2 separate regions of the Ovis aries genome follow, and region 2 is linked to region 1. Evidence: chromatin contacts called from public Hi-C data. All regions are on one chromosome and are shown on one strand. The core of a region is the stretch at or near the end of the contact, and the rest is flanking DNA. Distances in the headings are between cores, read along the strand shown. Region 1 overlaps FBXO42 (F-box protein 42). Region 2 has its middle 10 kb from the start of FAM131C.

Region 1 (3,394 bases), core at 653-3,152:
TTACCGCCTGAGCCACCAGGGAAGTCGTTTGAACTGCTAGTGGAACGTATATGTGAAGTGCCAGGAAGAAACCTAGCTATATGAATTGGAAACATTAGGTCAGTTCAGGGTTGGAGATGAACTTTTGGAGTCACCAACTGCGGGTGACTTACACCAGAGGCATCTTGGTAAAAACAATGGACTGAGGACAGACCAAGAGAGGATTGAAATTCCAGACACAGGAAGTCATGAACCCAGAAAGCTAGTAAGCATGTTACTGTAACTTCTAAATAAAGACTAGTAACAGTTAACTCATGACTGTAATTTATAATAATCATTAGGCATACAAATGCAACATTTCTCAACAGGAAACTCACTTTAGAAAGATTAAATAGCATGCTAAAAATATGAGAAGAAACCTACTCTGAGAAGGCATTCTAAGATAACTTGATTGTAGCAGCCAAAAGCAACACCACTAAATGATATGTTTTCAATACTGAGAGGCCTACCGGAACACGTCAGAGAGAATAAAACACAAGTTGTCTGCCTCTTCTGCTTTCATGTTTTGGCAAAAAAAAAAAAAAAAAAAAAGGATTAGAGAAGTGAGAATTATAAATCTTCTTAAGGCAGGCAGGGGCTTCCCCAGCGGCTCAATGGGTAAAGAGTCCGCCTGCAATGCAGGAGACCCGGGTTCGATCCCTGGGTCAGGAAGATCCCCTGGAGAAGGAAATGGCAAGCCACTACAGTATTCTTGCCTGGAGAAGCCCATGGACAGAGAGCCTCGTGGGCTACAGTCCATGGATCACAGAGTTAGACACAAGTGAGCACCAGTGAATTAACGCTGGCCAGACACCGCCATAATGATAACAGCTAATCCTTAGAACTTGTACTGTAGGTTAAGCATTTTCCTAAGGTTTTCAGCACAGTAACTCATTTAATCCTTACAGTTTACCTTTGAAGGAGTTGTTATTATTATCCTTTCTTAACTGGGGGAAATTGAGGCCCAGAAACCCTAAGTACCTTCCAAAGATCACACAGCACGTTAAAGTTGCAAGTGTCCAAAAACAAAACAGAGAACACTTTAGGAAGACACATAAAGTGAGTTTCTAAGGTGTTGTTAATGTATATGTCCGTCATTAAAGACTCAGGAGAACGTCAATATTCTGGCCATCCAGCTCAGGTGCAATTCTATCAACTCATGTTGATAGAACAACTAATGTTTTCACCTCACAGTGGAGGATATAGTGTTAATCGATGCTTGGAATACTGCTTTACGAGGAGGAAATACTGCCACCATTTTCACTCTATCAGATAGAAATACCAAAATTCGTATGCATCAGTGGATATTTTTCATCCTTTTGTTACCAAGCAAGGGCTCACTGTCTGCAACACACAGAAGCCAACACTATGGCACCAGCTTTTAAAAAAAGAATAACTTTTATTGTGAGGTCAGTCAACAGGAGGCAGGGCTCAGATCTGTCTCCCCATCCAGTGTTCAGGGTGAAATGTAAGGGGTTAGGGGAATTTCAAACTTGGCACAGTCTTATTGGCTAGTCTCGAAGGTCAGAAAGCCGATTGGAAGCAAGCTACTTGGACAACCGGAAGCTGGGTTTTTCTTGTTGAAGAACTTCTTGCTGGTAAAAGGCTGCAGGGGCAACAGTCTGTTTCATGAGTTCTGTAAACTGAAGATTCCAGGTCCCGGCGTCATCCTGGAGACTTGGGTTCCCGTCTTCCACATGTGCAGCGCTGTCTGTAAAATAACTCAAGGCTTGGTTAATCAACAGCCTATTGCAGGAGGCAAACCAGGGTAAACAGGTCAGTGCTTTATGTGCTATTTCCCCCCTTTCCTTGGTACATTCCTCAGTCTTAAGGGAAACAGAGCAACGTCCGCTCTAGCTGTAGGAAATGCTCTGAGTCACAGGAATAACGCAGACGGAAGCGGCTCACAAGGCAGTCTCTACTTCCGCAAAGTTGCGGGAGCGGGCGCAGCGAGTGGGAAGCGCTCCCGGTTTTCATCCCTAAAACGCAGGTTCCCTCCCCTGGTCCCTCACAGGCTGAGGACCACAGGGTCACAGTCTTCCCCGAACGGCGCCTAAAATTTTATTGGTCGCTGGGGGTCATGCGTGATACTTGTAAGCTGCTGAGTGGAGGATTTATATTAAACATTTTCTCCAGCCCTTTGGTTCTTTGCCTGTGTCCAGGGTAGAGCCCGCAAAATCAGCCTGCCAAGTTGTTGTTATGAGGAAGAGAAACCAGGAAGGCAAGAAAACAGAAGACCGACGAGTCACCCTCCCAGGACTCTTATTCACAAGTCAGATGCATACATAAACACACAGATAGACATACCTTCCTATTTAGCTATTCTAAAAAAATCAATATGAATCCATTTCTTCAGTCTCTCTTCTTTGGTAGAAAAGACCATATGTTTCTTACAAGTCCCACCCCATTTTTATGATGGTCAGCGATTCTTTCCTTCGAACTCAGCATGGAATGACTTTCACGTTCAGACTCCTCCAGGAATAGAAGGTTGCTATGACAGGCTGCAGCCGACTGCTTGGTGAGAGCTGTTTCTATTCATCTTTGTATTAGGCTCCTGACACAAGGAATGAGGCAACACCCTAGCGGGGTATTTCAAGTGTGATAATAAGGGCAGTCAAGATAGACAACATGATGCCTCTCCATCTCCCAAACCACTGTCCCATCAAACTGGACAACGGGTCACCTATCCGAGTTTTCGGCCGACTCGTTACCCAAGGGGGTCAGACCTTGCCAGGCCCTTGTTATTGTGCCATCAGGGGCCGTGTTGTTGGGTATGAAAGTACGACATTAACACCATACCATAACACATACGCCTCCCTTTTCTGCCAGAATCATGTCTGAAAGTGAAAGTGAAACTCATTCAGCCGTGTCCGACTCTTTGCGACCCCATGGACTATACAGTCCGTGGAATTCTCTACGCCAGTATGCCAAAGTGGGTAGCCTTTCCCTTCTCCAGGGCATCTTCCCAACCCAAGGATCAAACCCAGGTCTCCTGCATTGCAGACAGATTCTTTACCAGCTGAGCCACAAGGGAAGCCCAGAAGCGTGTCTAAGGCCAGTCAATTTTCCCCAGGCCGTTTTGCTGGTAGCATCTGTTTTGCTATTCCCCTTAGAGCATCTCTGGTATAGTTAACAAACCTCTGTTGGTTGTAGTAAATATAGTTTATCCAATCAACATTTTTGTTAATGGTGGACCACCAGAATGATACTGACTCAAACCTCGCTGCTATTTGGTTTCTAGCCTTGGAGTCATTAGGAATACCTCTAGGGACCCCAGCAGAATAAATACATAGGGATCAGATGACCCACCTGGGGCAAGGGTGTTCCTTCTGGCTCTGTGGTTAGTCTGCTTAAGAGGTGGATCCGAGGGTCGAAA
Region 2 (3,394 bases), core at 440-2,939, 260 kb before region 1:
AAGTTTAGGAGCTTGCCAGGTGGCTCAGTGGTAAAGAATCCGCCTGCCAATGCAGGAGACACGGGTTCGATTCCTGGGTTGGGAAGATCCCTTGGAGGAGGGCACGGCAACCCACTCCAGTATTCAGGCCTGGAGAATCCCAGGGACAGAGGAGCCTGGTGGGCTGCAGTCCGTGGGGTTGCAGAGAGTCTGACACGACTCAGCAACTAAGCAACAACAACTAACCTAGGGAGTGGGGGTTATTTTAAGGAACTTTGCAGCGCTGAGGAAACTCAGACATGAGCGCTGGAATCCTGCACCCCATGTGCCCAGGAGAGCAGGGCGGCCACGCTCCGTGCCAGGAGGAGAAGGCCGGGGGCAGGAGGTGAGGATGCACCGCTGGGGCTTTGTCCAGGGCTGATCCTTCTGGGGACCCGGAGCTTCAGAGTTGAGTGGCTGAGACACTTGCAGGTCTGGAAGAGGGGCACGATGCAGGTCATGGCTGACCATCACCAGAGTCCGTTCTAATCCTGGAGGGCTGGCGAGGAGGCAGGGGCCTCCTGTTGTCAGGCTCTGGACACTGAGCCTGAGGAGGGGAGACATGCCGTGGGGACAATAGCTACGACCCCTACCCCCAGGGAAGCCTCAGCGCCCGGGCAGAAAGCTGTCTCCTCATCCACAGACACCTGCCCTGAACTGAGGAAGACCCTCCCTGGGGCCCGCTCTCCCAGGAACCCCCTGTGCAAACCCTGATCCTTGGCAGAGTCAGGCCAGGGGGCTCTGGGGTCCATCCTGGAGCGTATGGCCATGTCCCCTCTCCCCGCCACTGGGAGGCTCTGATTCACGGTCAGACCCTGGGGCCCAGGCTTTGGGTTGGAGAGCCCGGTCCAAATCGGGAGACAGATAGGGATTGTCGAGGCTGAGGGTCCTGTAGAGGGGGAGGCAGGCGGGGGTCAGGAGTTAGCTCTGCGAGATGCTGGGCTCCCAGGCTTGCAGCACCCCTGGCTGGGGGCTTGTCACATGGTTCTTGGTCCCAAGGTGGCAGGCTCCGTCTGCCCCTGAGGCCGTTTTCAGCTTTCATTTCTCCCTTCCTCCTCAATTCACTTCCGTTTTCAGTTCTGCTTCCAATGTTGCCCTAACCCTCTGTCCCACTGCCCCCCAGGGTCTGCAGACCCGGGTCACTGTAGGCCAGGTCCCTCTGATTGGATCTGAGCCAACGATGCCTCTGGTGCTCAACCCATCTGGGCTGGGTGCCTTCTGGGGGGAGATGGGGGAGACATGGGCTGCGCGTGGGGCTGGCGCGGGTCACAGACCTCTGAGCAGCAGGAGGAAGCTCTGGGAGGCCGGCCCGTGGAAGGGAGCCAGGCCGCGGAGGGGGACTGGACCGCGGAGTGGGGGCTGGACCACAGAGGGGGAGCCCGGCACGGAGGGGAGCCGAGCCACGGAGGGGGCTCGCCTCGCTGGGCGCCAGCTTCTGCGGTGTTAGTGAGGACGCACACTCGGTGCTCACGGCGAGTTTCTCTTATCGTCGTGGGAGAGTGGCCTCCCATGACCCTGTTTCACCCCTCACTTCTCACCAGGGCACCCGAGGCTCAGAGAGGGCGTCGCCCGTCCCAGGTCGCCACGCTCAGTGCCTCAGCGCCGGCGGGAGCACCTCCCCGGGTGGGTCCCGTGGGGCAGGCCTCATTGTGTGCTCCCAGCAGGAAACCGCTGTGCTCAGCAGCACGGCCACAAGAGGAGGAGCGAGCCTGGCTACGTGACCAGCAGCCCTGAGGCTGAGCCAGACCCAGGCCGGAAAGCAACCTGCAGGGGGCAGCTGGGCAGGTGGGGTGGGCCCTGTGGCGGAGGCCTCCCTACCGGGAGGTGGAGATGCACGGAGCTGAGGCCTCACCGCCCTGTCCCCCAAGCCTGCCTGCCAGGAGGCAGCTGGTCAGCTCGTTGCTCCCTGGAAGGGGAGCTGCTTGGGGAGGAAAGGGCCAAGGGCGCCCAGCAGGGCCAGTGTGTGCTTGCGCCCCGGCCGCCCGCTGACTCACCAGCTCTGGTTCCCAGGAGCCTGGGGGTCTCCAGAGGGAGGGCTCAGCCCTGGGCAGGGGCCCTGCTGGACTGCCCAGGTGGGACCCAGCACATGTGAGGGGTTTCCTGTCGACTCACGGGGGACTGCTGCCCCCCTCACTCTGGACGCAGGGCCGGGAGGAGGCCCCAGGCCCAGCTGGCTCGTGGCCTGGCCAGTCACCACAGGGAGGGCGCTGGAGGCCAGGAAGCACAGCGGAGCCCCTGACAGGTTCAGCAGAGGGCGGGAGACGGTCAGATGTGGCTTCTGGAAGGCGCAGACTGGAGGCCGAAGATTGGGCGGCAGCGGGGGTCTGGAAAAGGCGGGGGCGGGGCTTAGTAGAGGCTGGGTGAGTGGGGGGGGATGTGCGGGCTCCAGAGTGGGCTCCCTGGGGTCCACTCCGGCTCCTCCTCCGAGGCTGTGTGCTGATGGAGCCTTAATTCCCTGCACCTTGCTCTTTGCACGTAAAATGAAAGTGAGGTCAGAACTGGGCCAAAACAGAACCCCTCCCCGCCTCTGTCTGGATGCCCCAGCGTGAGTGCCCCGACCAGAGGACGCCTGGACCAGGGCAACGGGAGCCCGAGGAAGCAGGGAAGGTACACGGGATGGAGGCAGGGCTCCAGCCTGGAGCAGAGGGGCTGGGAGGAGGCAGTGCCCCCTGGGGCAAGCACTGAGAAGCCGAGGCCGTCCTCCCGAGCAGAACCTCAGCTGGGGGTGGGGGCCTGGGTGCCAGTCCCTGCCACTAGGGAGCCAGCCGTGCAGCTGGGACCCTTTGCTGCGGAAAATGAAAGTCGGGAAGGCGGCTGGAAGGAAACCCCTGTCTGGATGGTGAGACCCCCTCCGAAGGGCCAGCTGCAGCCCGGGACTGCGCGGCGGGTCTCTTCTCCTGCAGCTGCCTCGTGTCCAGGCCCCGACCCAAGCCCCCGCCTCCCTCCTCTGCCCTCTGAGAGCGACAGGAGCAGCCACGGGCCTCCCTTCTCCCAGCTCACCGCGTGTCTCCCGGACTCTCTAAGCCCCAGCTTCCCTGACTGTCAAATGGGGCTATAATGACGCTTGCCTCAGAGAGCTGGCGAGAGGAATAAATGAAACCATGCGTGGCAGATACAAATCGCCTGGCACAGCTGGCTGATGTGAAGGCTCACTGCTAAGACCCTGGTGCTGGGAAAGATGGAGGGCAAGAGATGAGACGGCTGGATGGCATCACCGACTCGATGGACATGAGTTTGGGTAAACTCCGGGAGTTGGTGATGGACAGGGAGGCCTGGAGGCCTGGCGTGCTGCAGTCCATGGGGTCACAAAGAGTCGGACACGACTGAGCGACTGGACAACGCCAATCTGACCGCTGGTGTGACATCGTGTGGCCTC

The links. A called contact is a pair of places that touch in the nucleus more often than the background predicts.
Region 2: a contact with region 1 is called in a Hi-C map of liver, with 5 times the contacts expected there. The contact joins two enhancer-like sites. A contact is called at or near these places in 7 of 16 Hi-C or Micro-C datasets (blood, hypothalamus, liver and 3 more).

What each region holds. Positions count from the first base shown.
Region 1 is chr2:249,441,164-249,444,557 of ARS-UI_Ramb_v3.0, reverse strand. The region is part of intron 1 of FBXO42 (F-box protein 42); the gene reads right to left. All of the region lies in intron 1 of LOC132659363 (a long non-coding RNA gene), which reads left to right. It also overlaps the pseudogene LOC132659362. Among named protein-coding and RNA genes, the nearest start is that of FBXO42, 13 kb to the right of the region's middle. Within about 2 kb of position 1,902, at least 6 of the 54 cell types and tissues checked have an H3K27ac peak or open chromatin away from gene starts, as enhancers often do. A contact at or near this core is called in liver, where this site is marked.
Region 2 is chr2:249,698,551-249,701,944 of ARS-UI_Ramb_v3.0, reverse strand. No RefSeq gene overlaps it. Among named protein-coding and RNA genes, the nearest start is that of FAM131C, 10 kb to the left of the region's middle. Within about 2 kb of position 1,689, at least 12 of the 54 cell types and tissues checked have an H3K27ac peak or open chromatin away from gene starts, as enhancers often do. A contact at or near this core is called in liver, where this site is marked.